Regions from separate parts of the Mus musculus genome. Here regions 2, 3, 4, 5 and 6 are each linked to region 1. Evidence: chromatin contacts called from public HiChIP or PLAC-seq and promoter capture Hi-C data. All regions are on one chromosome and are shown on one strand. The core of a region is the stretch at or near the end of the contact, and the rest is flanking DNA. Distances in the headings are between cores, read along the strand shown. Region 1 holds the start of Zfhx4 (zinc finger homeodomain 4). Region 2 has its middle 58 kb from the start of Gm41988. Region 3 has its middle 240 kb from the start of Pex2. Region 4 has its middle 120 kb from the start of Gm46796. Region 5 has its middle 190 kb from the start of Gm46796. Region 6 has its middle 290 kb from the start of Gm22944.

Region 1 (4,546 bases), core at 1,015-3,514:
TAGCAGGAAATGGTTTTTCCATCAGCAAGCTTGTACACTGAGCTCTTTCCAGCAAAAGGCTTGATTTTTGCTGATTTCAACTTGAAAGTTTCCCCTGCTTTCATTTCCCCTTAGTCTCGTGAAAAGTCCACCCCTTTTCTCCAGGCAGACACCTCAGATAGTTTGTTATTATTATGGCTTTATCTAGGGTGTTTTTCTGTAAACATCCTCTCCCCCCCCCAGCCCCCCCCGCCCCCGCCCCCGCCCCCAGTGTGCAACATGTTTCTTAACCCTACTAAGGTGCAATGGGAGGGTTCCTGGTGAAGTTGCTGTGTGAAGGTAGGGCGACTATAAACAAAATAACTTTAAAATCTTAGAAACTCTTTCACTGTGAACAGATTTCTTCCCAAAGATGTTGGAAATAGGAGTCTCTTGAGACAGAATTTGCTTTTCTGTTGCCATTTAGTGGCTTTGGTTTCTAAAACACGGCTTCATGTAGCCACTCCAGATTTCTAAGATGGCATTGCCTTTTCCTCTTACCAAAGACCACATCTAGGTTTTATTCTCTGCTTTGAATTTTCATTGTAAAGTTAGCTAGTTGCTGAATGCAAGCAGCTTTTCAGATATGGGCCTAGGTCTGATCTTGCAGGGAGGAGTATAATTTTATCCACACAGATGTTTTGTTCTATTTGCATTTGTCCTAGGATGTAAGGCGTATACACTGATAGGACAAGGGTATTAGACCCAGGAAGACATATTTACTGTCTCTGAACTCTCAGTGATGTGCTACAAATCTTGCTGTTGCTATAAACCTTGTTTGGTACCTTTGGTTTTTAAGGACTAAAACAAGGTTTTGAAGCAGATCCTGGCAATCCAAAACTTCAAAGGCCTGTCAGCTCAGAAGTGGCTGGTGCCTCACCTGCTCAGGAAGCTGGGCAGCACTGGTGTTTCCTGTTTGCAGCTCATTTGATTGGTTACTCTTATTTTCATTATATGATTCCAGGTTTTAAAATATTACATAGATGGTGTCTACTTATGACCTCTTGTGTAGTAGTGTATCAAGATGCAATTCATATATATATATATACAGATATATTATATATATATATATATATATATATATATATATATATATATATATCCCACATTCAGTAGGGGGTATTTAAAAGTATGTCTATTCCGAGTGTTAGTTAATTATCTTTTAATGAAAGTGTCACTCATATTCACATCTGTAATATTGGAAAGAGATAATTAGATTTTCAAATGAGAATCAGGCACCTTAAATTTTGCACCAGAAAATACCAAATATATTTCACTCTAATGAGATCTGTATTGGGGTTTTAAAATTCATCATAATGTGCTTCCAGAAAGATAACTGAACAGTCTAGAAAGATGAAAGCTTTTCTTCCATAAGTCCTTTTAAACCATTACATTCAACTTATGCGATTCTGATAAAATATTCAAGAATATTACATAAAATCTAGGCTGTACCCTAGTATCACTCTTACAACCCGAACTTACTCTCATTTGGAAGTTTACTTTGACTAAACTAACCACTTCCACCTCCCTTGTAGGTTTTCTCTAGCGTAAATGCAAGTGCAAGATATAGTTTTAAATAGAATGCCTGAGGATCCAGAGAGAAATCTCTCCTTTGAAAGAGGTTGAACTGGGTGTTGTTTGCTCACACTGACTGGCACTCTTTATTTACATACATCTGCATATTTGCTCAGGCCTTAGTATTTAGCTGTTAAAGTACTTCTGAGTGCGTAGTAGAATAAACCAACCCAGAGAAAAGCTCTTAATTACCTTGACTTGTATTTCTCCTTAAAGCTCCCTGGTAAACATATCTTTGGTGTGAGAGTAATTATTTTGCCTGGGTTTTTTTTTTTTTTGTTTTTGTTTTTGTTTTTTTTTTTTTTAATCTAGAACTCTAAAAAGGCATTTCTTAGGAATGAGTTGTGCTTTTATATTCTTCTCTTTGCTGTCTCTGTGTGAGAGTGTGTTCGTGTGTGTCTAATGAAGTTTGAGAGTTGTGCGCAGGGGCGCATGGGGTGCGAGCCCCGGAGGTCCCCATCCTCCGTCTCCTTAGTCGCCTCGTCCAGGGCTCCAGCCGCAACGCTAGGAGCCCTGGAAGTCGCGAGGCTCCCAGGCTGCTTTGAGTCCTGGCTGCGCGTCATTTGCAGTCTGGGGAATGTTGATCACCTCACTAATTACACCTCTCCCCCCTCCCTCCCCCTCTCCCTCGCTCTCCTCTCTCATTCCCAGAGTGCATATCGGGAATAGACACACAAAGACATGCGCACTCAACTTAATCAGCCATTTTTTTTAAACAGGGCTAAAACGATAATAATTAGCAGAATAAAGACATATCGGATTTTCATTTCCTTTCCTCCTTTTCCCAACCCCTTCACAAGCAAACAGCGAGACCGCGGTCGGCACATGCTTTAACTCCTCCCGGAACCCCGAGGACCGCTCCGTGCTCCCCACTTTTTGCTCCAGCGTTTTTATTTTCACCCAATAAAGTTCGAGGATTATTTTTTTATTTTTTATTCTTTTTAATGAACCCTCTCGTTTTACTTGGATGTGATCAGCTGTACGTAAAATAAAAGCAAAACAAAAAAGAGGCGAAGATCGAGTAGGAACTGCAGGGAAATGGAAAGTAAGTTTTTTCTTTAACTTTTATTGAGTAGTTTGTGTTAAATTTAGGTCGAGTATCGATTATCTTTCCAGCCTGATCTTGCACAATCTTTGATATTTCGCTCACTCTCTCTCCCTCTCCCTCTCCGCCTCTCTACCCCTAGATCGCTTGCTACCGCTCGCCCTAGCACACGTACCCTCATCCCGACCACCTCTTCCGCTCTGCCCCCCTTTTCCATCTCTTTCCCCCGTTTTTTTTTTGGCTCAAAGATTTGCTCTGCTGAGGGAGGGAGAAGGCACAGGCGGAGGGGGGATTGGGGCTGGAGGTGGGGGGGAGGCATGCTTTTCAAGATTTAACTTTTGTATTAAGTGACTTTCGGCCGAGCAGTTTTCTGTCTTTTTCTCAGTCTTTTCGGGTTCTGCTTTCCTCGGGAGCCGGAGACACTCTGGTGATCCGGCGAAGCTGTCATTTCGGCAGCGGCTCGGACATTATCTGGGGTCCTCGCTCGCTCCGCGTCCCTGCACCCCATCGAGATGATGTTTCCTCTGCACACATTCTCCGAAAGTTTGGACAGTGGTCGGTGGGGCTCGCAGCCCCCCTCTCCTCTCCTCTCCCTTGATCCTCCCCTGTACTCTTCTCGGTTTCCTTTTCATCTTCCTTTTCCCTTCTCCACCCTTTCTCAAGTTCCCGAAGGGCACTCACTGCGCGGGGCTGTGGCAGGCCAGGGCTGGTGCGCGCGAGGCGCCGGGCCCGGGAGGATGGGCGAGCGCGGGGCTTGGCTGCAGGTAGACACCGGTCTGCGGAGCGCGGCCGGCAGCGGCAGGCCCTGGCGGCTCTTGGCTGCACGGGCGCTGCGGACCTGGTAGGTCCGTTAGGAGGCGGGATCTCCCGGCCTATGTCCGCAGACCTGGGAGTGGAGGCAGCTCGCCCCGGGGTTTGGGGATTGATCGCCACACTAAGAGGACACCCGCGGCTGGAGATCAAGAGCCTTTGCTTTCTTTTTTGGTAAAGGGCAAGGGTGTGTGTGTGTGTGTGTGTGTGTGTGTGTGTGTGTGTGTGTGTGTAAAGGAGATGTGGCTGACTGTGGGAATTGATGCATTTTACACACACACACACACACACACACACACACACACACACTCACTACAGGGTTCCATGTCTGCAAATGAACTTCACCTCCTCAGCTTCAGCTGGCACCAAGCATGCCTTCTGACCTGATATGATCAGTTAGGCTACCAGGGGCTGGAGTGAGCCTGGTCTCGCTTCTTTTCCTTTTCCTTTTCCTTTTCTTTTCTTTTCTTTTCTTTTCTTTTCTTTTCTTTTCTTTTCTTTTCTTTTCTTCTCTTCTCTTCTCTTCTCTTCTCTTCTCTTCTCCTCTCCTCTCCTCTCCTCTCCTCTCCCTCCCCTCCCCTTCCCTCTTCTCTCCTTTCCTTTCCCTTCCCTTCCCTTCCCTTCCCTTCCCTTCCCTTCCCTTCCCTTCCCTTCCCTTCCCTTCCCTTCTCTTCTCTTCTCTTCTCTTCTCTTCTCTTCTCTTCTCTTCTCTTCTCTTCTCTTCTCTTCTCTTCTCTTTTTTTCCTCTCTCTCTCTTTCCCCCTCCCTCCCTCCGTCCCTTTCCATTCCTTTTGCTCTTTTCTATCAGAAAAAATAAAATAAAATTTTTCTATAATTGTATAAAAGTTCCTCAGTGATGGCCAAGTTCCGGAATGTTCCCCCATCTTGCCCCCTCTCCCAGAAGACCATGCATTGGTTATTTCTTTTGTTACCTGTGATCCAAGCGAGGGGCTCCTTGAAGCGCTGGGTCTAGGGTTCGGCCCAGATATGAGGCTCCAGAGGAGCCTTCCGCTGTGTCTCCACAGTTCCGTGCGCCGTTCTGGAGAGGTTTTAGCTACCTTTCGGTGAGACACCCTCTTTGTAGGTACCAAAGGTTCA
Region 2 (4,478 bases), core at 1,501-4,000, 530 kb before region 1:
GCTACAGGATTTACCACTTCCAGAAAGTGCCACAGCTGGTGACTGCACCTGGGGCTTCAGGCTTTTTAGGAACAAATGAAAACAATGCTTCCCAAGCAAGAACCTGTGATCTTATGGAAGATACAGAACTAAATAGAAACACTGAGTGGGTCATGAAATGAAACTTCTATTTTCTCCTGACACTGCTCTACAACTATTCTAGGGAACCACTTTTTTTTTTTTCTCCCTTCCAATTTCTCCTCAAAACTCACTTTCAATGCTTCTAGGAACATTTTTTTTTCCATTTCATTAACGTCTACCCTTATTTTTATTTCTTTTTTTTTATTATTATTATTATGTATTTGCTGAAAGATATTAGCTTGGTACACATAGATATGTGTCACACTCTCCAGAATAATGGCATGATTTAATCTGGTTCAAACCAGTAACTGAATGACTTGCTTCAGAGGCGCTAAATTCAGCAGTGTTGTGACACACCAGCTCCCAGGAAGCCACATCCCTGCTTTATACAGTTACTGATGCTGGGGTGGAAGAGACACGATAAGAAAAAACATTGATGTCTTAAACAAAGAGAGGGCACTTCTATTCACCAATGTAAACTGAATGGGGAAGAAATTAAGCAGGACTTCTTGGTCAGCATTGTTACCTTTACTGCTGTGGTCTTCTTTCCCTCCTTACCCATGTCCACCCTTCTGCTCTATGCTTTATGCCCACCAATCTCCTTCTAAAATTTCCCAGGCAGGCCCTGTGATTGTCAGTTAAGAATCTGTGAGCCCTTATGGTCCTAGGTTAGTGGATTCTGTGGGCTTTGTTTTTGTGATATCCTCAACCCTTCTAGATCCTGTAATCCTTCTTTCCCCTCTTCCACAGGATTCCCTGAGCTCTGCCTAATGTTTGGCTATGGGTCTCTGCACCTGTTCCCATGAGTTTCTGGATGAAGCCTCTCTAAGGCTAACTATGCTACAATCCAATCTATGAGTGTAGCAGATTTTCACTAGGAATCACTTTATGACTTATTTTTCTAGTCATGCTTGGCTATATTCTAAGTCTTTGGGCTATCCAGCCTCTAACTCCTAGCCATTCAGGAAGTGTCTTAGTCGGGGATTCTATTCCTGCACAAACATCATGACCAAGATGCAAGTTGGGGAGGACAGGGTTTATTCAGCTTACACTTCCATAATGCTGTTCATCACCGAAGGAAATCAGGTCAGAAAGCAGGAGCTGATGCAGAAGCCATGGACGGATGTTCTTTACTGGCTTGCTTCACCTGGCTTGCTCAGCCTGCTCTCTTATAGAAGAACCAAGACTACCAGACCAGAGATGGTCCCACCCACAAGGGGCCTTTCCCCATTGATCACTAATTGAGAAAATGCCTTACAGTTGGATCTCATGGAGGCATTTTCTCAACTGAAGCTCCTTTCTCTGTGATAACTCCAGCTGTGTCAAGTTGACACAAAACTAGCCAGTACAGGAAGTATCAGGAATAGGCCCCCTCTTGTTTTGTGGGTCTCAAGTTGGACTAGTCACTGATTGGCCACTCCAATAAATTCTGCATCACTATTACTCCAGCACATCTTTCAAGCAGGACAAATTGTAGGTTGAAGGTTTTGAGTCTGGGTCTGTGTCCCATTGATGCCATGGGAAGCATTGCCTGGTTACAGAAGATATGAAGTTCAGTCTCTGTATCCCCATTGCTAGGAATTTCACTAGGTTGACCCTCAGAGATTCTATGGATTTTAATGTACTAGTTTTTTTTTAATAGTCCCTAAATTCTCCCCAATTCCAGTAGTCTCCCCAAAACCTGATCCTTCCTACTTTCATCCCTCCTTACCCCAAATCTATCCACAAAATTTATCATATTTTCCCTTTCCAGAGAACAAGTTCACACTTGTACAACCACTATTGAAATCAATGCGGTGTTTTCTCAGAAAATTGGGAACTTAAAAACACAGATATATCCAGCTAAACCTTAGCCTATATCCATAGGACATTCCATTCTCCCACAAGAGCAATTCCTCAACTATATATATAGAAGCTTTATTGAAAATAGACAGAAACTGGAGACAACCTAGATGTCTCTCACCTAAAGAATGGATAAAGAACATATAGAACATTTATGCAATAGAATATTATTCAGCTGTTTTAATAATTACATCATGAAATTTATAGGCAAGTGGATTAAACTCAAAAGAGAGAAAAAAATTTCTGAGTGAGGTAACCCAGACCCAAAAAGTCAAATATGCTTTGCCTTCACTTATAAGTGCCTATTAGCTATTAACTATTATAAATTATTCTGCAAACTATGTTACTTTTTGTATGCACGCTTTTCCTTTTCTTTCATTACTGTTAAACAATGAAACTATCTGCAGAGTAAATCAATGAATATTCCCTTCTGTTCTAAAACTAACAGAGTAAAATTTTGTTGCTCATTATTACATTTGCCAAAAATGTTCATTATTTGGGGAAAAATGTGATTGCTAAATTGTAAAACAACATATCTCTTGTTAATTGCTTGTTTTTGAAACTGATGTTTAAGAGGTTCTGTACCTTTTAAAAGTAGGTTAGAGAATAGTCCTGGGAAATAACTGATAGAGTAATGTAGCTTCAGTTTAGAATAAACAATCTCTAAATCAGGATAGCATGCTGTCAGTGACAAGGTACAGTCATTAGTCTAACAGGCTCCTGATAAGCCACCTCCAGCCAATTGGCAATGAGTCATATCCTGTTACTCTGTCTAGTGTCTATTCTCTGGAGCCTCATTTCCTTTGCCACAATTCATTCTCTCTTCCTTACTTTCTAAATGTCATGCCTCAGCTACAGTCGTTCACTGTGTTTACTTCTGCCAGTTTTTACTTCTGTCAGACTGATTCAGGATTGTATCAACCAACAGCCCTGGTATAGAGAGGAGTCTTTCTTTCCTTGCTACCTGGATCCTAAACTAATATTCTGCACATCCCACTGCTAATGTCAACCTATGATGCTTAACTTGATGATAGATATATAACAATAACTTCATAATTTTACTACATAGTACATGACTCATACCATAAAATGGATACATTTGTTTCTTCATCTGGGGCCATCATCACATAGAACATATACTTTTTATTTAACTTATTCATCGAGACTAGCAACTTTAATGTGTGTGTGTGTATACACATATACATATTTTATATTTACTCTCTATATACTATATAGTATATGTACTGTATATATTATACATACTATAAATATACATATATATGTATGTACACACATTTAGAGAGAATATACTAAATATAAATTAAACACTTGTTGACATGAAAATTAACAATCTCCCTGTTCTGTTTCAATGGATGATTTTTATGTGTGTGGCATAAAAGTGAGCTTTAGAATGTGGAAGTGTAAGTAGCCTGAGAAGTAGCACTCTTCTCACCATTACTAGAGCAAAGAAGGGCCCATTCAATTTCTTTGTATCCCTTCTCAGAATCTAAATAGGATGCCCAGAACTCAATTTCAAACACCCTAACACCCTGTCCCAGTGGAAACACATGAAGAGACCCAAAGACAGATGTTATGCAGAGAGAGAGAGAGAGAGAGAGAGAGAGAGAGAGAGAGAGAGAGAGAGAGAGAGGGATTCTGAATGGATGGATGTCTTCACCAAATCCCTTCCATCAGAGCTCAGGGAATCCCATGGAATATGATGTAGAAAGACTAAGAACTAGATGAGATGGAGAAAAGCAGGAGAACAAGGTCCTCTGAATCAACTAAGCATATGAAGATGAAAGCACAAGCACAAAGCCTACACTGGTCTTAATCAGGCAAAGTTTTATATATATACTTTGAACTTAGAAACTCCCTAGTGGGTATCTGATTCTCTTGCCTGGTCTTCAAGCTCTTTTCCTTCTGTTAGACTGCCTTGACTAGTTTCAGTGTGGTGAATTTTGCTTTTTCTTATTATTTTTTTCATGTTTGGTTTTCTCAGTAGCTTGTAGTTTTCTTTTTGTTGTTGTTGTTTTTTTGCTTGTTTGTTTGTTTTTGCTTTTGGTTTTTGAGACAGGGTTTCTCTGAGTAGCCCTGGCTGTCCTGGAACTCACTTTGTAGACCAGGCTGTTCTCGAACTCAGAAATCCACCTGCCTCTGCCTCCTGAGTGCAGCTTGTAATTTTCTAATGAGAGACAGAAAGGGAATAGATCAGAAAGAAGACAGAAAGAGAAAGAGGATTGGGGAGGTAGGGAGGACCTTGGTGGAGTAGAGGGAAGGGAAACTATGATCAGGATATTATATGAGAAAAGAATATTATTGTCAATAAAAGAAAAAATAAAAAAGAAGAGAGAACTCCCTGTCCCAATGATCCACTCTCCCTGCCCCCACCCCCCACCCCTACATATATGCTGGGGTTTCAACATAGAATGGATGACAGCCACACCATTTGAGTGTGGTCCTCTATGTTTTCCCATACAAAATTTAGTTCTCCACAAAAACATACTTAGACATTG
Region 3 (4,285 bases), core at 841-3,340, 590 kb after region 1:
TATCTAAGGTCAGCTATAGTCTTAGAAGCCAGGTGTGAGGTCTTTACACTCCTAGGGCAAGGGCTTTCACACCCAAGTCATGGTTCTAATTAGGGAGTTCCATTCTAGCTAGCCATCTCATGAATAATGCAATACTCTTAAAACCATAGCCAGATCTACTTCCTAAACCATTGTAAATTCTTGTATATGGGAACGACTTGGCTTTTATTCTAAGTGATAGTGGGGGGACTTTCTACTAATAAGTAATGTAGTCTGCCATACATAACTATAATAAGAATTCTAAACTTACTTTGCTAAGCTTGCCCTGAGATTTCTAACTCTATGTAGTAGATGGTAAAGCCTGATTTCTTTCACTATCTCTCTTACAATACTAAAGGCAATTCTGAATGTCACTGAATAGGCAACATTCTTAATGAATTCCAAGCCCAGGGTCAGCTCAAGGACTACCTAGGGCATTGGTGAAGGCCAGGAAGCAAAGTTCGATTTTGCTTAGGTATTTGGCAAGTTATTGCTTGGAGGCACCTATAACAAAACAATACTGAAAGGAAGCACACAGATCCATTTGCAAGGACAAAATTGGAGCATACATGCTATGGAATGCCACAGTTCCAGGAGGTTGAGTTTCCTTGAAACTCCCTGCTTCGTGAGTGCTTCCAGGGTCGAGGCCTGCTAAGCAGACTTCACTGGAGTGTGTGTAGCACAAGAACTTTCAGAATTCTGGAGGAATGGGATTTTTGTGGTTCCCTAACGAGAAATTCTTAAAAAGCACAGGACCACACCACATTTTTCCATTTTCCAAATAGGAAAATAAATCCAAGCAATGTTTCATGTTGAACTCTCTATAATGGGCACACAGACTGAAAGGAAGCTTTTCTTTATGTGCCATTAGCTCATTAAGATGTACAGACAGAGCTAAGAGGTCTGCATAGCACACAGAAATCCTGCATTTTGTGACCCAACAGGATTAAATTTGAGAGCACAAATCAATGAATACTTCAGAGAACAACATGATAGTCTCCAGTTATCTCTGATTCTGGTCATGTCAGGAGGACACCTGTCCTTTGTAATGCTGCCTGTGCAATGAGTTATACTGAATGAGGATTAGAAGTCACATTGGCACTTTCTAGGATGTGATCTCAAAGTCCAAAGTGAACTGCCTCTCCCCAGCTTCTCTCTGATTGAAAGGAAGATGAAGCAAAAAGTCAGGCTATGCAAAAGGAATGAGGGGTCCCAAGGAGAACAGAGTATGGGATTAAGGACCCTTGACCTTGGTGACATTCAGAGTTTCATGGGGGAGGTAAATCACTTCACTCTTAGAGACATTTTCTCTGTCATACTCAGCTAAATGATTAAAAAAACACACTCTGTATTATGGAAGATTTCTTTATAGTCCTAAGTTTTGCATATCAGTTTGGACTACAGAATCAATAACCAAAACTCCAATGGCCAGCCCTTTTGGTGCTGCACTTTTGGTGGATGTACACAAGTTTATCTTAAAAGGACTCTTTGACCACTTGCATTTGTGGCTCTTTATGAAAACAAGGCTGGAAGCAGGCTGTCTAGTCTCTGTTTTCATTTTGTTTTGTTTTGTTTTTTTTTTGTTTGTTTTGTTTTGTTTTGTCTTTTCCCCACATTTCTTTCAGTTTTAGTCTTCGATTGTAGTAGGCTTCATGCCACACCATCTCATTTCGTTTCTTCAGTTTTACACTTTTTTTCTTATGATTTTTGAAGAATGAATTTTATATGATGCAGAGATTTGAAGCCATTCAAAGGACCTTCCTATTTTTGATAAGCCTAAGCATTCAGCTTCAGCATATATTTCACAATCTCTTTTAAGACTTCTCTAACCAGAAATGTACAAGAAGAATGCTGGGAAATATAGTTCAGCCTATCATTTTGACAGATTACAAATCCACAATGGCAGATCAAAGAAAGCTAAGTCTGTTATGTCTTGGGTCCTGGTTAATGTCTGTCATTCTCTGCATCTTTTCTTTCTTTATGAGAATAGAAGACAGAAGCTATCATTGTGTCATGCAGATCTTCCTACATTCCAGCTACTGGCTGGGCTTTGGCCAGGGGAGGCTGCCACAAAGAATGAGCAGGCAGTGAGTCAGGCAGCAAAAGTTACTTCTCATGGTTTTTCTGCCTGCTTGTGATCTCTGCAGGACTGTGTTTCACAATATGTTCACAAATGCTACCCAGATGATATTTGTTCAAGTTGGCAGTTCTTTATAAGCTCTGGGGATCAACATTTGAGTTGCCCTTCAAGTCGAGGATGATCGAGATCTACTACTAGAGCCACGTGAAGCCCATAAACACTTGTGCTAAGCAAAAGAGTGCAAATATCTGCTTTAATAAATTTGTAATGAAAACTTTTAAAGTGCCAGGATATTGACTATTCATTTTGTCATTCTTTACTTGTTTTGTTCTCTTTTTATTGTAACTTTTAATATGAGAGGTTAAGTAAATATATGATCAAATTCTAGAAAAGGTAATAAAATATTTTTGGCAGTCACATATTTGAAATTTACCTACCATTTCTGTTATTTTTTTGTGTTATTTATCTGGTTTTAGGTGTATTTTAATATTAATATATTCCTCACATATTTAAAAAAAATAGATGGTAATAAATCTTACCAATGCGTTTTACATTGATCCCAATGTTGAGAAAACAAACCATTTCACATCTCCATGGAGCTTCATGTTGCAGCTGTCCTTCTTTCCCAACCAAATGATCAGTTTGGAACCCAAAATTATCCTCCTTCTCCATCACACACAATTTTTACTATGTTTACTTTCATTCACTATTATGCTTTGGTTTTTTTTCTAATATTCCTTTCCCTCTTTTCTCATTCTTTCTTTCTCTCTCTTTCTTTCTTTCTCTCTCCGTTCCTTCCTTCCTTTCTTTCTTTCTTCCTTCCTTTCCTTCCTTTCTTCCCTCCCTCCCTCCCTCCCTCCCTTCCCTTCCCCTCCCTCCCTCCCTCCCTCCCTCCCTCCCTCCCTCCCTCCCTCCCTCCCTCCCCCCCCTCTCTCTCTCTCTTTCTTTCTTTCTTTCTTTCTTTCTTTCTTTCTTTCTTTCTTTCTTTCTTTTTTTCTTCCTTTCTTCTGTTCTTTCTTTCTTTCTTTCTTCCTTTCTTTCTTTCTTTCTTTCTTCTTTTCTTCCTTCCTTCCTTCCTTCCTTCCTTCCTTCTGTTCTTTCTTTCTTCCTTTCTCTTTCTTTTTTCTCCCTTATTAACTGAATTTTCTCATGCTAAGAACCTTGTTTTACGTTGTCCTCCATTTCTGAATCTTGAGACACTATGAAGAAATGGGTTGGAAACCTAATTTTTATATCAATTGTAAGATTTTAGGAGTTAGGGTATCTATGCCTTTGGTCTTTGTTTTTGTTCTGTTTCCAGAATTTAGCAAACTGATTCACATGTTAAGATCAAAGGAAAGACTATGAGAAAAAGCAAATGTCAGAGAACACACAAAGAAATGTAAGGAAAATATAAAGCTGTCTTGAAATCTTCTGAGATAATTTCTCATTCATTCTACATGTCTGTGTTGTTGCTGTTCAATCCTGTTTTGTTTGATTGTTTTTATTTTTATTTTATTTATTTTATTTTTTCTGAATCCTTTTTAGCCTATTCAGAGAGATCCTCTATACATTCTTTTGAAAGATACCTGGTCTGGACAAATTGAACTCTACTTGATAATTTTCAGGATAGAATGATTTTGAGTAATTGGGACTTAAAATTGTTTTTAAAAATCAAGGACATGAAGACAATTATTAGTAGGTCAAATGTTTTTTCTCTTTTTCTTTTTCTAATTCACCCATTTGATTTCCTTTTATTCTAAGTATCATTGTAATTGTTAATTGAGAATTAATGACTATTTGACTCCATTCACTAGACTAGCAACATCTAGATTATTTTGGGTCATGTTTTTTCTCTAATTAATATGATTCCTTGTCAATTTGACACACAAACATTAATGTTAAGTTTCAGAAATTTTCATTCTTATTCATCCCCAAGGTTCTTAATATAAATATTACAATATAAAAATATCTCAAACTTCTCAAAAATCTCCAAAGTTCACAATCTTTAAAAATTCATACACTTTAAAAAATCATTTAATGTAGTCTCTGTAAAATAGTCCTTTTATTTATTTTTGTTTTATTTATTTGTTTATTTATTTATTTATTCACTTTATATCCCAATCACAGCCCCCATCCTCCCCATCCCCACCATCACATAGTGCATCCTATTCTTTTTTTGAGAAGGAGAGCTACCCTCTCAGTTTC
Region 4 (3,998 bases), core at 1,174-3,673, 770 kb after region 1:
GTTTAATTATTTAGGCAGTCCACAATCCAATACTGTTCTAAAATATAAGAGATAATATTTTACACCTATGGAACACAAAGTATTTTGGGTAGCTTTGTAAGAAATATTTAAGTATCAAATTTGGCACTTGAACACATAAAGAGCTAATACTTCATAATGCTGTGGGTAACATTTATTTAAAACTTAAACTTTTTAGGATTCATGGCAAATATATGGATATTGTTTTGTTTACTCTTGTGGTTTTAACGAAAATGTCACCAATACACTCAAATATTTGAGTGTTTGTTTTCCACATGGTAAAACTCTCTGGTAAAGATCAGTAGGCACTCCTGTTCTTGGAGAAGGTGTGGTACTGTAAGTTGGTATTGGTATTTCAAAAGCAAACTATTTTCCCAGATAAGCTCTACTTCTTTAACTAATTAATAGAATTTTGTATGATGAAGCTATGCCTCACTGCATTTCATTGCTCATTAAACAGAGGATACAAATAATTTCATTTCAACTAAAAAGAAACAAATATTAGAAGAGTAGTGTCCATTGAGATCAGATTATGAACTTGACTTCTCTTCCATTGAAATGATTTTTTCCTTAAGATTATGCTCTTGTTACCCTCAAGTTTCTGTCATAATGCCATGTTGAATTTGTCATTCAGAGCATTGTGCAAAGAATTTTACAAAGGCCTGCCTGAAATGTTTTTAATCATCTACTTAATGGTTTGCATAGAAAGTCTCTAGTATCTGCTTTCAAGACAAACACCTAACTCACCAACCAACTCATCAAACAAAAAATAAACAAACCAAAAGAACCAACCAACAATCCAAACCAAACAAACAAGCATCACACTAATCTTATTCTCAATAGTTAAGGTACTGGTTGCTTTTCCACAGGACCATAGTTTGATTCCCAGAACTCATGTGGCACATAACCATATGTAACTCCAGTCCTAAGGAATCCCATGATTTCTATGTATACCAGACACACACATGATGTACAAAATGTAGAAAGAGCACATATACAAGTAAAATAAACTAAATTATGTAAACAATGCTGTTTGTTGACACATATGTCACTTATATATGTTTTATATATATATGTTTGTTGACACATATGTCAGTTATATATTTTCAAACTGTATTATTTTATTGAAACTGGATTATTGCATTTAGGTTCCTTGTATTCTTCCTCATCATGAACTGGTTTTCTGTTATGTTTCAGATGCTAGTCTAAATACTTACATACAAATTCAATAAGCACACTATAAGTAGGATAATGATTACTGAATTAAACTGATCAGTCACTTGAAGTTGTCTTTTATTTAATTTTTATTAAATATTTTCTTTATTTACATGTCAAATGTTATCCTCTTTCCTAGTTTCCCCTCTGAAAACCCCCTATTCTCTACCCCCTGCCCCTGCTCCCCAATCTGCCCACTCCTGCTTCCTGGCCCAGGCATTCCCCTGTATTGGAGCATAGAAACTTCACAGGACCAAGAGCCTCTCCTCCCATTGATGACCGACTAGGCCATCCTCTGCTACATATACAGCTAGAGCCACCAATATATATATATATAATGAACTCAAGAAGTTGGACTCCAGAAAAACCGAATAACCCTATTAAAAAATGGGTTACAGAGCTAAACCAAGAATTTTCACCTGAGAAATACTGAATGACTGAGTAACACCTAAAAAGATGTTCAATATCCTTAATCATCAGGGAAATGCAAATCAAAACAACCCTGAGATTCTACCTCACACCAGTAAGAATGGCTAAGATAAAAAATCACAGGTGACAGCATATGCTGGCAAGGATGTAGAGAAAGAAGAACACTCCTCCATTCTGGTGGGATTGCAAGCTGATACAGCCACTCTGAAAATCAGTCTGGTGGTTCCTCAGAAAATTGAACATAGGACCTAAGGACCCTAAGGACCCAGGTATATAACTCCTGAGCATATACACAGAAGAAATTCTAACTTGTAATAAGGACACATGTTCCACTGTGTTCATAACATCCTTATGTATAATAGCCAGAAGCTGGAAAGAACCCAGATGTCCCTCAACAGAGGAATGGATGCCGCAGACCCTCTTGGGTCCCTATGTCTGTGTGTAACAGGTCTCTGAGGCAGGTGGGCAAAGGGTCGGAGGGAATGACAGACAGACCAACATGAGAGATTGTGTAGAATCTGAATGTATTATGTCAGGTCGAGCATCAAACTTTTTATACCTAAGAAATAACAAGAAACCAGGCAAAATACAATCCACCAAGTTACAGTGATGCAATACAAAAGGAATGAACACATCAAAAGAAGGTGAGGACCAGGCTGCTGCTGCAAAAGAAGGGGGCCAGGTGTAAACTAGTCTATTGTTAAACCCACCACCAGGGGTTCTGAACTAGCAGACCTTATCATGAATACTGCAATACCCCAACACCCTATTTCCTGGTCTACAGAAGAATTTACCAATGTGCTTCTAATGTGAAGCTCTATACCTAGCTGTAAAGAAGATCTCTGTCTCAGTGGGATTCCCTAGCTCTATTGTTCCGTAGTTTGGGTGAGAATTGCTACTGTCCTTGGTAAATATTTTGTAGACCAGCTCTGAGCTACTGTCTTTGTAATGCTTAATTAGTAACTGAATAGGTAACTTCCTTTCTGCAGTCCTTTCGGGATTTCAAGCTCGGATTTCAAGCTTGCAGGCTTCTGGGACCTTGGAACAATGTGGAGGCTTAATTATAACAGAATTTAATCTTAAAAGGCATTTATAATAAAATATTAAAAGAGAGCTCGTAGATCCACACACCAGACTATTGGGGGAATAGAGTATGAGTATATGGTTGAATGAGAACGCCAAAACTCCAGGAGGTGAGCTTCCTTGAAAATCTCTGCCTTGTGGGTGGCTTTTAGGCTTCACAGCCTGTCAAGCTGACTCCACCAGAGTGTGTGGCAAATGGATACAGATAATGTGGTACATTTACAAAATGGAGTACTACTCAGCTATTAAAATCAATGAATTCATGAAATTCTTAGACAAATGGATGGATCTTGAGGATATCATCCTGAGTGAGGTAACCCAATCACAAAAGAACTCACATGATATGCACTCACTGTTAAGTGGATATTAGCCCAGAAGTTCAGAATACCCAGGCTACAATTTGTAAAACACATGAAACTCAAGAAAAAGGAAGACCAACATGTGGATACTTTAATCCTTCTTAGAAAAGGGAACAAAATACCCAGGGAAGAAGTTACAGAGACAAAGTTCAGAGCAGAGATTGAAGGAATAACCATCCAGAAACTGACCCACCTGGGGATTTAACCCATAAATAACCACTCAACCCAGACACTTGAAATTCTTATAACTCTTGGATGTTATTGATGCTAGGGAGTGAAAGATAATGAAAGCTAGAAATGAGAAAACTGCTCAATCAATGGACAGAAGCTACTCCCTCCTGTGGTTGAATTAGGGAAAAGCTGGAAGAATCTGAGGAGGAATGAGATCCTGTAGAGCCAGCAGTCTCAACTAACCTGGTACCCCAAAATCTCTCAAACCCTGAACCACTAACTAGGCACCACACACCAGCTGATATAAGGCCACCAACACATATACAGCAGAGGATTTCTGGGTCTAGGTTTAGTCAAGAAGATGCACGTAACCCTCAAGAGATTGGAGACCCCAGAGAGTTTAGAGGTCTGGTAGGGTGGGGGTTTGGGGATGTCATTGTGGAGAAAGGGGCAGGAAGGAGGTATTAGATGTAAAACAGTTAGAGGGTAGAGCTGGACGTGAATAAAAGCTAGAGTGTAACAAAAATAAATAAAAGATAATAAAAGAAACTGAAGTGAGAAAACTGGAATCTGTGTCTAACCATGTCAACCACAAAGCTTAATGTCCAAGTTTTCCACATGATGATACAAGGAACTAAAAGCTCCCATACGTTGTTCAATGCAAGTGACTTTTCAAGTCAAGTTGGTATTTTTGTTTGTTTGTTTGGTTGGTTGTTTTTTGTT
Region 5 (4,555 bases), core at 1,179-3,678, 700 kb after region 1:
TTTGTTGAAGACATGTGTTAATTTTTTATTGAGAAATGCATTAAACATTGATACCTTCAACCTCTGATTGAACCACTAGACCTGTCACATGTAAAGGCAGAGGAAGACATATTGCACAATATAAAATTAAGCAGCTGCAGTAAACTTGATAGTAAATGACTATTGCAAACAAGAGACTACCACAGAGAATAGTTACACAATAGAAGGGGATTTGAAAAAAAAAAAACATTTAAAGACATTCAACATTAAGTAGTTGAAACTAAAAACATAAGAATTGAAAATTCTCCAATGAAATAGATACATAGAAAATATATTTTCCAAAACAATTAGGTATTTTATTACACATAATTTATCAATTAAAATCTGTATTAAACAGCGTATGCTTAACTTGAAACAGAAATGTACCTCATCAGCACTCTCAGTCAAATGTACTTTTGAAACACAAGCCCAGAATATGAAGCTTAATATATAAAAAGCTAATAGAGAACAAAGATTTGCTTGGTGATATCATGTATCAAAAATAGGGTGCTCATGACCTGAAGAGCTGATTTCACTGTAAATTGAATTTACCTCAGGCTCCATTCTATTATATGCCCATCCTTCTTTCTTTCTCTTCTCTTATTTTAATTTCTAGTGTTTCTGTCTCTCTGATTGCCTTTCTCCTTCTCCCAGATTGACAGAGATTCCCCATCAGGAACTTGGTAGATAATTATAAATATGTTTCCTTGGCACAAATTTACTGGCCTGACATGCTAATGATTATTTATTATAATTCATAAAAATTACCAAGAAAGTCATAAAATTTTAGTATTGCTTACTCAAAATGTATTATTATAAGCATCATTCAGCTTACAAAAGTCACTGAAAAACTTTTTTAAAACAGTCTAATTTATTTCCTACAAATGAGAACAATATGCTTTTTTTTTTTTAAAGTAAAAGATTCTCTGAGTTAACAGTGCTAACATTTTATCTTCTCAGAGATGAATCATTGAGAATCATTAATTCTCAAACTCGTTGAACAAAATTCAGGGTTATATGAACTTCTCAATTATATTTTTATTCTATAAGAAAGTTTTCAGTGGAGTTTTTTCCAAAATTATAAAGTAATGTTTTCTTGATTTTATGCCATCTCATTTATGAGGACATATAACATTTATACATATACAACCCTATGTAAATGGACAGAATATTGAGAGTATTCAAGATTCATTTTATTTTCTAAAATAAAGGCAAATCTTACTTTTAAGAATACTTAAGTATTTAGAAAGTAAATTGATATCATGTTTTCTTTGTAAACTGAAAATAGTCATTTTTTTCCTGGAGTCTCTCAACCAAAGCCAGTTTCGTTTTTATCTAGGCTTACAGTACCAGGCTTGAGGTCTCTCTTGTGTAGGTGGCCCAGAATCTCATCAGAACTCAGTTAATCCCATAAGCTCTACACAAGTATTGAGTCCATGGGCATATTATGTCAGGGTAGACTTTATTATATCTTGCAGTGTTCATAGGTGAGTAGATGTGCTAAGGTTTTTTTTTTTTTTTTTTCTCTTGACAAAACTTGTGTTTATATGATTTGCCTCTGTGAAATCAGGCCAAAAGAAAGAAAGCTTTAAGGATTGTATTGGCTCAATTTCCATCTTACCACCCAAGTGTGAGTTATCTTCAGCAATAGGATCTAACCATTACCTTTTGATATGCAATCAAGAGCAAATAGCTCGGGTTATTTTGGGGAGCTTCTGTGATCCCACATCAACAACAGGTATGGAGTTATCCAACTCTTGGCACTAGGATTATTGGTTAATATATTTTAACTTTAGGCTTTTTGGAAGGATCATATTTACCCCCACATAGGGTGCCTTCATTCAAACTTTTTCATTTTCTGTTTTGGAAAACTTATAAACCAGTTTCTATATGGCTTTTCCAAACTCAGATCTCTTCCCTTCTCTCTCTACCTTAACTTGAACATTACCTCTCTAGTTTCTTTTTCACCTTCATACTACCTGTATCTACTATTAACCATCCCTTGAGCTCCAACTCCTGAACTGTGGCCACTTGTACTTTCTTGTGCTAAACAAGTCTTGTTACTACTTAAACACACAATTCCAGTAGTTTAAAACTAATATCCACAGATGAGAGAGACCTTGTTTTGCTCATTATTCTTGAATTACTTCACTGGGTATGTTTTTTCCCATTCTATTCATTTACCTGCAATTTTCATTTTTCCTCAGAGCTGAATAATAGGCTATAGTGTATGTATGCTACATTTGCATAATTTGTTAATTAGTGATGGACATCTAGCTCAATTCTATTTCCATGGTATTGGGAGTAAGTGCAACAGTGATAAACATGAATGAGCAAGTGTCTCTGCAGTAAAAGACGTCTGAAAATAAGCTCAAGAGTGACAGAGCTGGGTCACATACCAGACATACCAGTGTTATTTCTAACTTTTTGAGGAACCCACAAACAGATTTTCATAATAGCTTCATGAGACTATATACCCATAAAGAATGAATAGATGTTTTCTTTTCTCCATATTCTTTCCAGCATTTGTAGTCATTTATTTTATTTTTTATCTGAATTATTCTTACTAGTGTGAGATGGAATCTCAAAGTAGTTTCACTTTACATTTCTCTATGGGGTTACATTTTTATTTTGGGCTCCAAATGGTCTGCAGTTTCTTTCTAGAGCACAAACCCTCACTCAGATGTGGCCCATGGCTGTAGAAAACTGCAGGCATGTGATAAGGCCAAGGAAGAGTGTCCTTTTGGTTTAGCAGGACCACGGGGCTGGTGGTATAGCTGGGAGAACTAAGATAAGGCAGTCAAAGATATTGTCTGCTCTAGCTGTACTTGTGGAAGCTAGCAAGTAATATATAAACAGCAGTGGGAAAGATAAAAAAGAAAATGTTCACTCTTGAAGTGAACCCAGAGGCCTGGGTCTCTGTCTCCCATTACTCTCTTTTTCCTTTTCCTGCATTATTCAAGGTTGTACTGGGCTTGGCAAGCGGTGCTAAACATAGTGTCCAAACCCAGGACTCTGGGATCAAGAGTTTCATGCTCTACTCACTGAGCTCACTGCATAGGACATTTATATATGTACTTACGTGCTTACTTAATACGATGAGGCATAGGAATTTGTTTATAGAGAGTACACATTTAAGAAATAAGTTTTTAATCATTGCTAGAGTGTAAATTATGTTTAAAAATCACTGTATCAGTAAAGACAAAATCAAATACATAAACATTGCATTCTCCATCCACACTCCACTACCAACAGATTTTTAAATGCTCTTTTCTGAGTCCTTCCCTCTGTACTATCTTTTCCCTTGCCCTTGTGTTTTCCTCTGAAAGATATTTAACCCATGTCATGTGAGTTCTTTTGTGATTGGGTTACCTCACTCAGGATGATGCCCTCCAGGTCCATCCATTTGCCTAGGAATGTCATAAATTCATTCTTTTTAATAGCTGAGTAGTACTCCATTGTGTAAATGTACCACATTTTCTGTATCCATTCCTCTGTTGAGGAGCATCTGGGTTCTTTCTAGCTTCTGGCTATTATAAATAAGGCTGCTATGAACATAGTGGAGCATGTATCCTTCTTACCAGTTGGAACATCTTCTGGATATATGCCCAGGAAAGGTATTGCTGGATCCTCCAGTAGTACTATATCCAATTTTCTGAGGACCCGCCAGACTGATTTCCAGAGTGGTTGTACAAGCTTGCAATCCCACCAACAATGGAGGAGTGTTCCTCTTTCTCCATATCCTCACCAGCATCTGCTGTAACCTGAGTTTTTGATCTTAGCCATTCTGACTGGTGTGAGGTGGAATCTCAGGTTTGGTTTGATTTGCATTTCCTTGATGATTAAGGATGCTGAACATATTTTCAGGTGCTTCTTGGCCATTCAGTATTCCTCAGGTGAGAATTCTTTGTTTAGTTCTGAGCCTCCTTTTATAATGGGGTTATTTGATTTTCTGGAGTCCACCTTCTTGAGTTCTTTATATATATTGGATATTAGTCCCCTATCTGATTTAGGATAGGTAAAGATCCTTTCCCAATCTGTTGGTGGCCTTTTTGTCTTATTGACAGTGTCTTTTGCCTTACAGAAGCTTTGCAATGTTATGAGGTCCCATTTGTCGATTCTCGATCTTAAGGGGATATCAGCCCAGAAACTTAGAATAACCAAGATATTAGGATACAATTTGCGAAGCACATGAGACTCAGGAGGAACGAAGACCAGGGTGTGGACACTTTGCCCCTTCTTAGAATTGGGAGCAGAACGCCCATGGAGGGAGTTGCAGAGACAAAGTTTGGAGCTGAGCCGAAGGTGTGGACCATCTAGAGACTGCCATATCCGGGGATCCATTCCATAATCAGCCTCCAAACAATGACATCATTGCATACACTAGTGGGATTTTGTTGAAAGGACCCTGATATAGCTGTCTCTTGTGAGATAAGCAGGGGCCTGTCAAACACAGAAGTGGATGCTCACAGTCAGCTATTGGATGGGTCACAGGGCCCCCAACGGAGGAGCTAGAGAGAGTACTCAAGGAGCACAA
Region 6 (3,972 bases), core at 663-3,162, 940 kb before region 1:
CAAGAGCTTTAGTATATTTCAAAAATATAAGGTATAGAACCTGAAAACATGGTATGAAAACTAGTTTCTTGTAATATTATATTTTTTGAGTATCCTGCTTAAGTATTTTTGGTGTGCTGTTTTTAAGAACAAATGTTTCAGGGGTTACCAATGTCAAATTTGTTAGAGTACATAATTTAAAAAATATGTATATTAGGAAGTAATCAAATAGTAAGTGTGTGAATCAAAGAAAAAATTTATTGGATTAACTACTCACAGACTTCTCAAGGGAACTGTGCTTTGCAGTATAGAATGGGAAATCTGGTAGTGCATATTTGAGAATCATGATTCATTTTTTATAATTTGTTACTAGTCTATTACTACCAAGTTTATCTATATTAAATAAATATTAAGTGTACTTATCGAGTTGGAACATATAGGAATGATTATTATTTCATTTCAAATACATATCATTTCAGGAAACTTAGGAATAAAGCTGCTTAGAGGAAGGAGGCAGTTATTTGCAAAGAACAAGGTGGCTGTACCAGTGCAAATGTGCATTAGCTCTGTAAATACATATCTTTGTATACAAGAGTTCTTATTTTTAAAAGAATTGACGTGATGCCTGTTCAACTGAAGTAAGAGTAATTCATTTCACTAAAATAATAATGTATATTTTGGTATCCATCTCAGACAATGTAAAGACATTATCAGGTATATATGATTAAATAGAATTAGAGGAATCACAGCTTTTAACACACACTTTAAAACACAGAAGTCTCTGATTTTCAGTATGAAATTTATCCTATTTTACATTAATTATGGTTGAAAGCTTCAAAAGATGTATGCATCTGCAATACAGTGGTAAACAACATGGCTCTTGCTTTTTGTTTTCCCCACTGACTGTTGCTATTGTAAAAGTTAACTCTCTCTCTCTCTCTCTCTCTCTCTCTCTCTCTCTCTTTCACTCGCAGTTTTTTTGTTTTGTTTTTTTTTCTTTTGGTCAGTAAAGACCAAAAGACCTTGATAACAATTCTTTCCAGCTATTTTTTTTTTTAACTGCAAGCAGGATTCAAATGAGAAACTAAGTATATTCTTTTCAACAGGCAATTTACCCCATGATGAGATGCTTTCATTTAGTTTTCTTTGATATTCTAGCATCTAGCAGCACAGCAGGTACCTGGAGGTTAGGCTTCAAATAAGGGATAACTACATTCTTACATTAATAGAAGCCATTGTATGGTTATGCCATATTATTATTGTAGCACTTAGTTACTTTAATTGTGCTTTGAAAATTATACATGATAAGCTGATACAGCCAAAGCAAGAAAAATCAAATTTGTTATCATTATTTTTCTATTTCCTTGCATCTACCTCCATGTATATATAGCTGTTTGTCATGAATATGTGTCTCGACAATCAGGAAATTCATAGTATGTTTATATGTAATCAGGATCAAAAATACATTTTATTTAATTAATACGTTATGCTATGTTCTTGTCCTATGTGGATAGAAAATGTTCTAGAAAATATAAAACAGTGTAACATATATTCCAACATGAAGAATTTTCTGTGTGACTTCAAAATGTATATATAGATTTGTTCAGAAAAATCTCATTTGCAGTACATATTGTCAGTGTAGCAATACTATTGTCCTCTTTCTTTTCTTTTCTTTTTTTTCATGTTTTTTCCCTTGCCCTGTTTTTAGTTCCTTGCAAGTGTGTTTTGTTTGTTTGTTTGTTTGATTTGATTTTTTTTGTTTTTGTTTTTTTTTCTATGTCATGCCCCTGCTTTTGCTTTTTGGGGTGTTCTTCCTGTATAGCCAAGTTAGTTTAGGGTGTATATCTTTGTGGTCTGTGTACAGCCTTGCTCATTAGCCGGTCTCCAAACCTTTGATGTGGATCATCAGCCCTGAGACTTCAGTGGCTCATTCATTTTTGTGTTGCTCTAAAGATCTCTGGCCCTGCTCTGAATGCTGCCTTTATTGTAGACAGAACTGACTATAAGCAGCCTCTTCTTTCATTTCCTTGATGTACTTTGTTCTGTGGCGTGGCTTTTGTTAGTATTGATGCAAACATTACCATAAACCACCACCTAGGGACTCGAAACAATTGACTAACTGTTTTCAAATCCAATACACTTAAGTTGATCAGACACAAAGTTTAAGTACAGTTAGAAATATCAGCACCGATTCTGTGTGGTCTCAATCTCTCTGGACTACGAAATAAAGGTTAGTGCAGTGTAAATGCTTATGTCAGGATAGCCTGCCATGAAATTTTTTCAAGAGGTGAATATTGGACCAGGAATTCATTCCTTTCCCTTCTTGACATAAAAGTGCCAGTTTTATTTCCTCGTTTATTTAAAATGATTTCTTTCTCTTGAGCCATTTAAAAGCCAAGAAAAATGTCTGGCATGTGAAAAAGGAAGTCTTTTGAAAGATTTCAGACTTTGATGAGTTCTGCATTTCAAATGGACAAGTGCTAATATTTTTGTTTAGAATCTATATTTCAAGCTTATCTCCATTGAACTTGTTATAATTACTAAATGTGCTACAGCATACAGAAGAATAGCAAAGTTAAATATATTGTAATTGCAAAACTGAGGCTGACCCTCATTGTGTAGGGATCACAGACAGGGTCATTTTCCTATTGAGTCATGTGAGATCCCAGATTCAAGGCTCTGTAAAAGGAACTATTCAGACGAGCTTCCCATAGGATGCTTCAAAGAGGTCAACATTATCTTTGAAGTTTCTTCCTAAAATAATCAACTGAAAAATTGTGAGCTTAAAAAGAAAAATTATTAAGGAAATGAAGCAGACTTGGGGCACCTAGAGCTTCTCAAATACCTTAAGTACTTTCTAAAAATTTCCAATTACTTTGCTCAATATTCTAATGTTTTAAAATTCCATATAATAAATGACAATAGTTCTATGTAGAATGCAGTATTATAATCTTAGTATTTCTTTTAAATTACATTTTGGGTGAAGTAGAACATTACAGAACAAAAGGAAATATAGGTTAAATTAGTTTGAAGGCAATTCTCTGACCAAAGTTACTCAGCTGAATAATATGTATGTACTCTGTGCTCTTATTACATACACCCACATACACAAACACATGTGCACATATATCTTATATTTTAACTTTTTAATTTATATTTTCTAGAAATATGAAGATATTCATAAAACCACTGAAAAATTAAAACATAGACTGGAAAATTAATGAGATAATATTAATCTGCCTAACAGTAAACCATCTCTCTCTCTCTCTAAATATATATATATATATATACATATATGTATGTATATATATATTTATATGTATGTATATATGTATATGTACACACACATATATGTATGTATATATATATAAATATAATTTACAGAATCCACATATTCAATACCATTGCAATTGATTAAGGCATATAATATAATATAATGCCAAAACAGGCATTTAAATATTTTCCTGTGCAGTTGCACTTCATTTTAGGGAATAACAAAAGACACTAATTGCAGTGTCTTTGGTGTCACTGTGTTTAGTGTATTTTAATTATACTGGATTTCCTGAGAATACTCAGCTTTTCCTCAGCAGACAGCTTTTGCACGTGTCATTCATATTATGAGGAAACAAGAGGATCCAAATGATTTAAGACATGAGTCACCATGTCATAACCTGCTTGACATCACTTTTTTTGAAGAAGCCATCTTCCAGTGGAACATATAAGATGCATAGGGTTGATGATTTAGGTGACTGAATTTATCTATATTATTTTTCGCTGAATTGCTAAATAATTTTAATCTGAAGTAGATGCAGTAGGTGAAGTGCAATTGCTAGCCAAACTGAAAATGTTTGCTTAAGCATCATATAATATAGACAAATGCGGCAAATATTAAGGTCTGTTAATCATAATCTGATGTGCCTAAATTACTATTGAAGCCTTTATGAAATAGCTATATCATTTATTTATATGTAAATATTGCATTATCATTCATGA

Evidence for each region. Promoter capture Hi-C pulls out the DNA fragments that hold promoters and counts their contacts. HiChIP or PLAC-seq counts read pairs in DNA pulled down with a chosen protein or histone mark.
Region 2: a contact with region 1 is called in an Esrrb HiChIP or PLAC-seq map of embryonic stem cells, with 34 times the contacts expected there. The contact joins the enhancer-like site here to the promoter of Zfhx4 in region 1. A contact is called at or near these places in 3 of 39 promoter capture datasets (the 3T3-L1 cell line and 3T3-L1-derived adipocytes), 6 of 484 Hi-C or Micro-C datasets (3T3-L1-derived adipocytes, the C2C12 cell line, adipose-derived mesenchymal stem cells and 2 more) and 6 of 115 datasets of contacts at active chromatin or transcription factors (the NIH/3T3 cell line, embryonic fibroblasts, embryonic hindbrain and 3 more).
Region 3: a contact with region 1 is called in a promoter capture Hi-C map of the 3T3-L1 cell line, with 4 times the contacts expected there. The contact joins the enhancer-like site here to the promoter of Zfhx4 in region 1. A contact is called at or near these places in 5 of 39 promoter capture datasets (the 3T3-L1 cell line, 3T3-L1-derived adipocytes, liver and 1 more), 2 of 484 Hi-C or Micro-C datasets (adipose-derived mesenchymal stem cells and myocytes) and 1 of 9 other capture datasets (liver).
Region 4: a promoter capture Hi-C map of epiblast stem cells shows a contact between it and region 1, with 4 times the contacts expected there. The contact joins the enhancer-like site here to the promoter of Zfhx4 in region 1. A contact is called at or near these places in 8 of 39 promoter capture datasets (the 3T3-L1 cell line, the HPC-7 cell line, epiblast stem cells and 4 more), 1 of 484 Hi-C or Micro-C datasets (embryonic fibroblasts), 1 of 115 datasets of contacts at active chromatin or transcription factors (the NIH/3T3 cell line) and 1 of 9 other capture datasets (adipose tissue).
Region 5: an H3K27ac HiChIP or PLAC-seq map of the NIH/3T3 cell line shows a contact between it and region 1, with 4 times the contacts expected there. The contact joins the enhancer-like site here to the promoter of Zfhx4 in region 1. A contact is called at or near these places in 5 of 39 promoter capture datasets (the 3T3-L1 cell line, hippocampal neurons, liver and 1 more), 2 of 115 datasets of contacts at active chromatin or transcription factors (the NIH/3T3 cell line and differentiating embryonic stem cells) and 1 of 9 other capture datasets (liver).
Region 6: an H3K4me3 HiChIP or PLAC-seq map of neural tube shows a contact between it and region 1, with 7 times the contacts expected there. The contact joins the enhancer-like site here to the promoter of Zfhx4 in region 1. A contact is called at or near these places in 1 of 39 promoter capture datasets (cranial neural crest), 7 of 115 datasets of contacts at active chromatin or transcription factors (astrocytes, differentiating embryonic stem cells, embryonic forebrain and 4 more) and 1 of 9 other capture datasets (embryonic tail).

What each region holds. Positions count from the first base shown.
Region 1 is chr3:5,216,290-5,220,835 of GRCm38.p6, forward strand. It overlaps Zfhx4 (zinc finger homeodomain 4), which reads left to right and starts at 2,265. Exons shown (of 11, transcript NM_030708.2): 1 at 2,265-2,638. 2700069I18Rik (RIKEN cDNA 2700069I18 gene) reads right to left here and starts at 4,534. Exons shown (of 3, transcript NR_045905.2): 1 at 4,381-4,534.
Region 2 is chr3:4,687,006-4,691,483 of GRCm38.p6, forward strand. No RefSeq gene overlaps it. Among named protein-coding and RNA genes, the nearest start is that of Gm41988, 58 kb to the left of the region's middle. Within about 2 kb of position 2,751, at least 20 of the 459 cell types and tissues checked have an H3K27ac peak or open chromatin away from gene starts, as enhancers often do. A contact at or near this core is called in the C2C12 cell line, adipose-derived mesenchymal stem cells, pancreatic cancer cells and 1 more, where this site is marked.
Region 3 is chr3:5,809,286-5,813,570 of GRCm38.p6, forward strand. No RefSeq gene overlaps it. Among named protein-coding and RNA genes, the nearest start is that of Pex2, 240 kb to the left of the region's middle. Within about 2 kb of position 2,091, at least 7 of the 459 cell types and tissues checked have an H3K27ac peak or open chromatin away from gene starts, as enhancers often do.
Region 4 is chr3:5,986,733-5,990,730 of GRCm38.p6, forward strand. No RefSeq gene overlaps it. Among named protein-coding and RNA genes, the nearest start is that of Gm46796, 120 kb to the right of the region's middle. Within about 2 kb of position 2,424, at least 5 of the 459 cell types and tissues checked have an H3K27ac peak or open chromatin away from gene starts, as enhancers often do. A contact at or near this core is called in epiblast stem cells and stem cell-derived epiblast-like cells, where this site is marked.
Region 5 is chr3:5,914,958-5,919,512 of GRCm38.p6, forward strand. No RefSeq gene overlaps it. Among named protein-coding and RNA genes, the nearest start is that of Gm46796, 190 kb to the right of the region's middle. Within about 2 kb of position 2,429, at least 11 of the 459 cell types and tissues checked have an H3K27ac peak or open chromatin away from gene starts, as enhancers often do. A contact at or near this core is called in the NIH/3T3 cell line, where this site is marked.
Region 6 is chr3:4,278,634-4,282,605 of GRCm38.p6, forward strand. No RefSeq gene overlaps it. Among named protein-coding and RNA genes, the nearest start is that of Gm22944, 290 kb to the right of the region's middle. Within about 2 kb of position 1,913, at least 8 of the 459 cell types and tissues checked have an H3K27ac peak or open chromatin away from gene starts, as enhancers often do. A contact at or near this core is called in embryonic forebrain and neural tube, where this site is marked.